2 separate regions of the Triticum aestivum genome follow, and region 2 is linked to region 1. Evidence: chromatin contacts called from public Hi-C data. All regions are on one chromosome and are shown on one strand. The core of a region is the stretch at or near the end of the contact, and the rest is flanking DNA. Distances in the headings are between cores, read along the strand shown.

The links. A called contact is a pair of places that touch in the nucleus more often than the background predicts.
Region 2: a contact with region 1 is called in a Hi-C map of leaf, with 4 times the contacts expected there. The contact joins the promoter of LOC123148387 here to the enhancer-like site in region 1. A contact is called at or near these places in 5 of 5 Hi-C or Micro-C datasets (leaf, root and an unstated tissue).

The regions. Positions count from the first base shown.
Region 1 is chr7A:577,551,534-577,555,780 of IWGSC CS RefSeq v2.1, forward strand. No RefSeq gene overlaps it. Among protein-coding and RNA genes, the nearest start is that of LOC123148386, 13 kb to the left of the region's middle. Within about 2 kb of position 1,663, at least 3 of the 8 cell types and tissues checked have an H3K27ac peak or open chromatin away from gene starts, as enhancers often do. A contact at or near this core is called in leaf, where this site is marked.
Region 2 is chr7A:577,956,379-577,960,247 of IWGSC CS RefSeq v2.1, forward strand. LOC123148387 (F-box only protein 8-like) reads right to left here and starts at 1,894. Exons shown (of 1, transcript XM_044567782.1): 1 at 1-1,894. The coding sequence starts at 1,838. The coding sequence ends at 660.

The DNA.
Region 1 (4,247 bases), core at 413-2,912:
AGAAAGAAAAAAACAAGAGAAAAAACAAGAATGAAAAAAAAGGGGAAAATGGTTCAAGAATCTACCCAAAACCGGTGGGAGAGAAACCCAGCCAGCCATACTGGGCCGGCCGAATAGTGTGCGAGCTCGCGGGCACTTGCGCGATTGATCGCTACCCACCCCTCTGTGCGCGGTAAATAGGACTCCCGTTGGCCCCGGGTAGTGGAGCTTGCTTTTGCAAATTTGTGAACTGAACCATCAGGGACCAACCAAGTTTGTGGGCCTCCCCTAAAAAAAAAGTTTGTGGGCCTCCGGTGCTTTAACCTCATGTTTTTACTCCGGCAAACTTTGGTGTTGACTCTCTACTTGCGTGAACGCCCGTACCACCAGGCACCTGCGAAGGGTGTGCGCCTGCACACGGCCACCAGATCAGTAGGCCCCAAATTTGACATACTCGGTAAAAATAGCAGGTACGTTGAGGGTTGAATAATCAAAGTAAGGGACACACTACTAACTATGTATTCTCTCTCAAAAAGAACTACTAGTACTCTGTAGGCAATGAAATGATTCAGCAAACCATACATAGGAACCTGCAAAAATTAATTATCCAGCCTCTAATCGCCCATGGCTTTCTCTTGCTCTTCATCTTCCTCCGATCCGATCAGGGGCAGCAAGGCCTCTATACAAGCCGGTGGATTTCTGTACTAATCTTCCTTTTTTCAAAAAAGCAAAAGGCTTGCCATTTTCATATAAGAAGAAGGTTTAAAAGTCTTGGCCAAATGGCAGGTTACAGACATTACTCTCGCGGCATTATATTACACAAACATCTCGCCCCGACAAGGCACCACAACCAAGTTTTCGGTTTGATGCGAGTCACAAGCAACCCGACCGAAATAGCGGTGCTGTGGAACACACGTGCATTTCGCTCGTTCAGATTTCCCAAGAGATAAGATGCATAAGGGGAAGAAGCGCCCTTCAAAATTGTGACCCGCCGGAAGCAATGTTGCGCCACCACTCCTTAACGAAAACCATACCTCCCCAATCAGTAGGATGGGCATCATGTAAACCAAGCCATGCTTTAATCATACCCCAAACTTTAGCTGTGTAACAATATTGAAAGAGAAGGTGAGCTGCTGATTCTGGCATTTGTTTGCATAGCGGGCAAAGGTTACAGTTTGGCCTGCCCTTGCGCCGAAGCCGGGCAGCCATCCAAATCCTATTGTTAATGACCAACAAAGCAAAAAAAAAATGCATTTCAGAGAAGCCCAATTCTTACACACGCAAAGAGGTATATCTGAGTCGACGAGGCCAAGAAATTGTGCACTATACGCCGTTGCCGCCAAATATTGGTCATTCTTAGGAAATTGAATCAGCCACGGCCACGTCGGGGTTGAGTTAGAACGTGTGATAGCAACAACAACTATAGCTAGACTAGACACCTGCACAGAACGTGAAATCTCCATCGAAACGTGGTGCCAGTAGTAGCTCCCCCCTGCCGTTCAAAACCTGCTCAAACTCGGACCCGGAAAACGAAACTCCGTGAAGCGTCGCCATCCCATCGGATCTCGCTGTCCTTCCCCAGCCAAAAAGACAGCCCGAGCACGGGCCACCCCCGTCCGCATGCGGTCGGGTCAACACGCCCTCCACCAACTCCAGGACAGGCAATCACACCGACCGACACGGCCACGCCTACGCACCCAGTCGCACCTCGCCAAGTAGTACAGAGAGACACATCCCGCGCATGGACGGACATGGCACCCCCACCCGGTCACGTCGTCGCGCGCAGGAAACCGAGCGCCGCGGGCAGGCAGCGGAGTCGCATCCGCGCAGCGCAGCGGTCAAAGCAGCGTCAAGCCCCGGTGAGGGCTGCGCCTGCGTACGCACGCACCACACCGCAGATGTGGCTGTGTGTGCGCCCCTGCCAAAGCAGAAGCATGGCGCTGAGACCGACACCACCCGCCGTCCCAGAAGAGAAGGCCTGAACAGGGACACTCCTCGCAGCAGAGAGGCAGGCAGCCGTACTCGGGAAAAGAGTGAGCGGAACGAGCAAAGCCGCAGCAGCAAGCAAACGCAGGCGAAAGAAAAGGCCGGGGCAAAACGGACAAAAATAACCTAAGGAAGAAACAAATTCACATAATGAACCGTCCGTAAAAGTATTTCACCTAGCTAATCTTTTCAGATAGCGTCGGACATGACAGACGCTACACAGCTTGTCAGCGTGGCACTTGAGGGCAGGCCAGCCCCACCCTAGTTAAGTAGCACCCCTGCCTAAGGCGCCACACTAGACAGTGTAACGCCGATATGTTAGGCGCTATACTCTGCCTTAGTACCCGCAGCGGGCCAGCCCACACACATCCCCCAAGAACATACGAACAGAGAGACGCCGACTGCGGTTTTCTCTCTCCCCCTCTCAAATCCCTTCCCGAATCTTACAGATCTGAAGGTTTTCTTCGTGGATTTTGATCCCCAATCCCTCCCTCAAGTGTCATGACCCAACCTATGATTGGGTTGAGATCATGATGGTCCACTCGGATACAATAGCAAATGGGTGAGAATTCAGAGGAATCGGAGTATGGGATGGGGATCAGCAAAGCATGAGATGATGAAGGAGGCGAACTGAAAGAAGGAGAAGGCTAATGCCTTGTTTCTTTTTCTGATCGATGACTCCCTCAGGATTACAAGCCCAATACTTATACCACTACTCCTACCGAATCCACACAACGATGGTCCACGGCCCACCGAAGCCCGGGTAACAAACGCCCTGACGGCAGCCCATAGGTGGGGTGTTACACTCTCCCTCCCTTGAAATTCGGCCGGCCCTCAAGCCGATGATGAACATCTTTGAATTAGGAATGTCGCCACACTCGTCTAGCGGAAGAGCTAATCCATCTTGATCATATGGTAGTAGTGGTAGTAGTAGTATGTGCATGGAGATGATTGTACTGCTAATCCCAAGCTGGAGAAAGAATTTGCAATCCTTCCCATAAGTGTGCTTGGTGGTGTTCAATATGCCCAACTCAATGTGAAATTTCTGAATATTTTCTATTATACCTCCAGGAGGACCATGTTGACCTATTCCCAAGCCCAGCAAAGTGAAACCACCAGGGTCCCATGTCCAGAGCACATCATCTAGGGTTGGTCGATGATGTGTTCCAGTAGTTAGAAGTATCAGTGGCCCATGGTCCTTGTCGCGTGTTGCCCGGGACAGCAGGTTCGCCGTAAAAGAAGTCCACACGGTGCATAGCTTGTTATGCTCCTTCGGAAATACATAACCCAGATCACAGAACTTGTCAACATAACATCCCATAGACGACTGACATGTCCAGCATAAGCAATATATTGTGGCTGAGCTTCCCAAACACCCATTGACTATTCCCATTGCACACATGAACTGCACTACCAGGTGGCTATTTTTCGTCATTGGGGAAATGCCAGGATCCCACAACCTTAGCCCACACAAGAATTGGCAAAAGCAGTTCAATGGTTGTTTCTTTTCAACTGTAAATTTAGTGGACATAGTTCTCGTGATAGTAAAATATGATCCATAACTAAAAGGGCATCTCACTGCAGAAAATGACAAACATGACACCCACTCGCTTAAATGCAGTTTTAGCGTTCTGAGGTAATGCACATAGAAGTTTCCCGGGCTGACATTGAAGCAATTAGAGAATGGCCCTGCAATTAGCCATTGGAATGGTGTAGAATAATGTAGGGAAGCAGTCAATAATTTCTCTGTGTTGCACTGAATGCCATCAAGGAAGCCAGACAAGTTGGTGAGTATAGGCACCATAAGAATTATCTTCCATAGCAAGTGAAAGTGAATAATGGGCTGAGGTCCTCCAGTAAACAATTCATTTCCTTTTGTATCAAGTGGTGTGGCTCCAACAATTGAATGCATTGCGCTTTGCTGAATTTCTTTGTCAACATGATGTAGAACTGTTGTAACATGTGATAACCATCTGGTATTTGACTCCTGGAAGTGTAAATACGGCCGGCCTTTTCTGAAAGCAAGCATTAACTCACACATGTGCTGAAGCACATAAGGAGCACCCAAGAGTGGATAACTAGTAATTGAGGGTAGCATAGCTATCATGTGTCCCAATAACCAAGATGGATATCAAGTTCTAGTCCACAATAAACTACAGATAACTTGGGCTTGATCATAAGTAATATGTTCCCAATAGCTGATACCCAAGTGCCAAGGATAAACTACAGAATACCAGGGTCACATGCCTTCCAAAAAAATATGCCCTCTTATACTTGTAAGT
Region 2 (3,869 bases), core at 644-3,143, 410 kb after region 1:
CACAGTTGACGGTGGTAGATGTGATAGATAGATGCATGAAGAAAACTGAATTATAACAGAACAATTCATTGAGAAGTTGACTATGATGCAACATGCAAGCATTTAATTAAATTAGTTGTGCTCCAAGGTATTCTAGAAGTCAGGTGCAGCTTCAAGTCGGCAAGGAGTAAAACCTGCCTCTTCTCATTGCCAGCTACAACAAAGGGTACAAACAGCAAACACACAAAAAAATTGACTATTAAGAAGACCACTAGATCAAGAGGTAAATCGATCAATTCTTCAGTTCAAGAAACAGTGATGTGAGGCATAAAGAATGCTTAATATCAAGTATGGAGAAGAACACTAGATGAATATAGAATAAAGCATGTCCTCAGCCCAAGAAAATAGAGACATGAGGCGGATGAGTTCGACAATATTTCAAAAGCAGAACAAAACGGCTTGGTAAATTTAGCATCAACACAAGCAGTAGTCACTTCATCCCGAAATGGTATCTAAAGTGTGAAACAAGCATAGGTTTCATGCAACCACATGACAGTCACTTCTGATTGACACAAAAAGAAGAAATCAGCAGGCCCATACTTGATCCAATACATAGACATTACAACTCACGAGGATATGAAAACTAGCCTGTTAAGAAGCACCGCCTCTCTCAACATCCGTCAGATGAAAGGTGAAGCGTCGACAGCCTGACCTTTTACTGTTCTGAAGAAATCATGCGGAACAAGAGTTTGTTTGAGCCGATGCCTAGAGGGAAAGATGTCTTGGAAGCTAGCAACCAGTTTGCCATGAGTGTCAATGTAAAACAGCGAACGACCAAAACTGGCCAGCAAGAGCTCGTCACCACCACCCGAAGCAACGGTCACATACCAATAGCACTCACCATCATGGCCTTCAAGCTTTCCCCTGATTTCTGCGATCGGCAATGCAACCCGGTACTTCAAGTCCCAAACCTCACTGTCGTAGTTCGGCAACACCCATATATCAACAACTTCCGCAGCCTTGTTACAGCAATAGATGCCAAGCATGTCATCCATCTCAAGGATGCATGACTTGGTGGGATCAACTGGAGCATGCATCTGCCGAAATGACTCAGCTATGGTGTCAAATACCACCAGTTCCCATCCAGCCTCACAATCCTCCAGTGGGGTCTCGCCTGGGCGATAAAACAGGCACCAATGCAGGCTATCACGCACCCGGGCAGGTCCGTGGAAGTAAGCCGACGAGAATTTGGGCTCCGACAACCCGATGTACCTCGGTGGCTGGTCGGATCCCAGCGCAAAGACATAGCAGCCATTTTTGCCTGTAGGCGAGTCAAAGTCACTGTCGTCCCCCCAGTCCATTGCGCCCCTCCATTGCAGTAACAGCCGGTACTCGTCGGTAGGTCCGTGTAGGTACATCCCCAGGATGTTGAAGTCCGGCAGGGGCGGGAGGGAGGCGTGCTGACGCGTTACCGGGTTGCAGACGGCGAGGCGGGCGCGATTGCCAAGCATGCCAGACTTGGCGACGAGGAGGAGGCCGTCGCAGCAGAGCTCCAGACTGAAGGACCCGCCAAGCCGGGCGACGGTGTGGAACTGGGCGTCGGCGGTGGCGGCGGACCGGTGGTCGAAGGCGAGGAAGTTACGGTACCTGTTGTCGGCGGCGATGGGGAATGCGGGCTGGCGTGCGTGGTGGGCCAGGAGGAAGCGACGGGTGGAGGTGGCGCGGCGCCAGGCGCGGCGGACGGCGCGGCAGCGGATGAGCGATCTGGGGTCAAGGCGGGCGAGGATCTCCCAGAGCACGATCTCATCGGGGAGGTTGCGGAGGAGAGGCGTCGCTCCTGCGGCCGCGGCCTCCGCCATGGTCGCCGGCCGAGGGGAGGTTGGTGTTTCTGTTTCGGTGGAGAGAGAGTCGGAATGGAGATTTTTCTGAATAGGAATGGAGATAAGCGTAGAAGAAATGGAACTCTGGGCTGTGGAATGGTAGCAGCTCTCAAACGGGCTGGGCTTAGCCCAGAAGCAGATCGCTGTGAACTTTTTTTAATGGAGGTAACTGTGAACTGAAACGTCCTTTCAATTACTCATGTTTTTTTCCTACAAAAAAGTTACTCATGTTCCGGAAATCCAACTCTGACCCCAAGCTCATGCTCCCCGGTATGAAAAGGGTGTCTGATTGAGGGTAATTAAAGTCACGGAATGGAAATTAAAGGGGTACCAGACTTTAAATCATTTGTTTGGTTAGGGGGATTGAGAATTTATAAAGGAATAGGTCTAGGACTTGAGACTCTAACTCTCACCGTTTTATTAACAGGGGAGAGGAAGGGGTTGGCAGTTGAGAGGGAATTATTTTAGTGAGTCAATCTTAACCCTTCGTCATAACTTTATGTTCACTTTCCTGGTCTAGTCCCTTGTCAATTCTCATGAACCAAACAAAGGAATACAAATACCCTCAAATTCTCAAATTCTCAAAAATAATTCCTATCATGGCCAAACCGAGGATTGAGAATAAAATGACTCATACCATATCTAATCTCAATACAATTCCCTACACTAAACTCCCATCCCCCTTCCCAAATATTGCCAAACGCGTTGGAAAGGTAAAGGAAATAAAATATCAAACAAATCCAAAAAAATCTAAAAAGAATTACGCATCGAAGATGAAAGACTCTTGTAAGTGCGTGCAAATTTTCACACCGAGACGGCATCCGAGGAGCTCAGTACAAAACAAACATAATCAGAGATCAATTTTTTTGCAGCTTTGGGCATTTTTTGAGCTTTTATATTGTTTTCTTTGTGCCAAGCTCCTCAGATGTCATGTGAGCGTGAAACTTTGCAACCACCTAGAAGAATCTCTCATCTTTCATGTGTAGTTTTCTTTAGCTTTTTTTAAACGGGTTGTCTTTTTGAATTACTTCACTTGGTGCAGATGTACCCGAGCTCCTAACATTACTATCCTTGTGATTCCTTTTTTTTTTTTTGCCATGGATACATTATACACTAGGAATCTTATTTTACCGCTTGTCATTCCGCACGTGCATATGAGTTTTCTACTGAATCGTATATTCCAAGATCATAGCAGTTATAGCATACAATATAAGTTCGTAATTATGAATATATAAAATAATATAATATAATATTATTACCTTTAGGTCATATTTCCAACAATCGCGTTGTCTTCATCGACCAACGCCATTTGTGGATTCTAGGTCGGTGCACAATTGGCCAATGTACACCGTTGGAATAGGTCGATGTCGTCTTATTTTGAAAAGTAACTTGGTCTATGAATATACCAATAGAATCCAAGCCTTGAAACAGCAGAAAATAATCCATCAATGATATCATGTGAATTTCTTAATGACCACACTTCATTTTAGGAAGTACTTTAGTACAACAATTTGGATATGCATCTAATTGATTGATACTACTGAATTGCTTGTGGTGGATATGTATGCAATTAATATCTACCTTGCAATGGCCATATATATTTAGATGTCATGCACCTCATTCACCTAACCAGCACAACAACAAGAAACTTGATTGATCCCCAAGCTACATAAGCGCATCCATCAACCCAAAGTCGTACCACCATAAATCTGTCACCATGAGGACTTGCAGTCTCCTTCTCCTCATTGCCGCCACTGTTGCAGTGGCTTATCCCGTTGCCACATTCGCCCAAGTAGCCTGGTATCCAATTGGGGGCGTCAATGAACCGCACGTCCAAGAGCTCGGCAAGTGGGCAGTGGCGGAGCACGTCAAGCAGGCGCACGATGGGCTCAAGTTCATCAAGGTGATGAGCGGTGAAAAGGCGCCCGATGCCGGTGTGAAATATCACCTCATCATCAAAGCATTCAACAGCAACAACAAACCTGTTAGATACGAAGCGTTTTTGGTTGA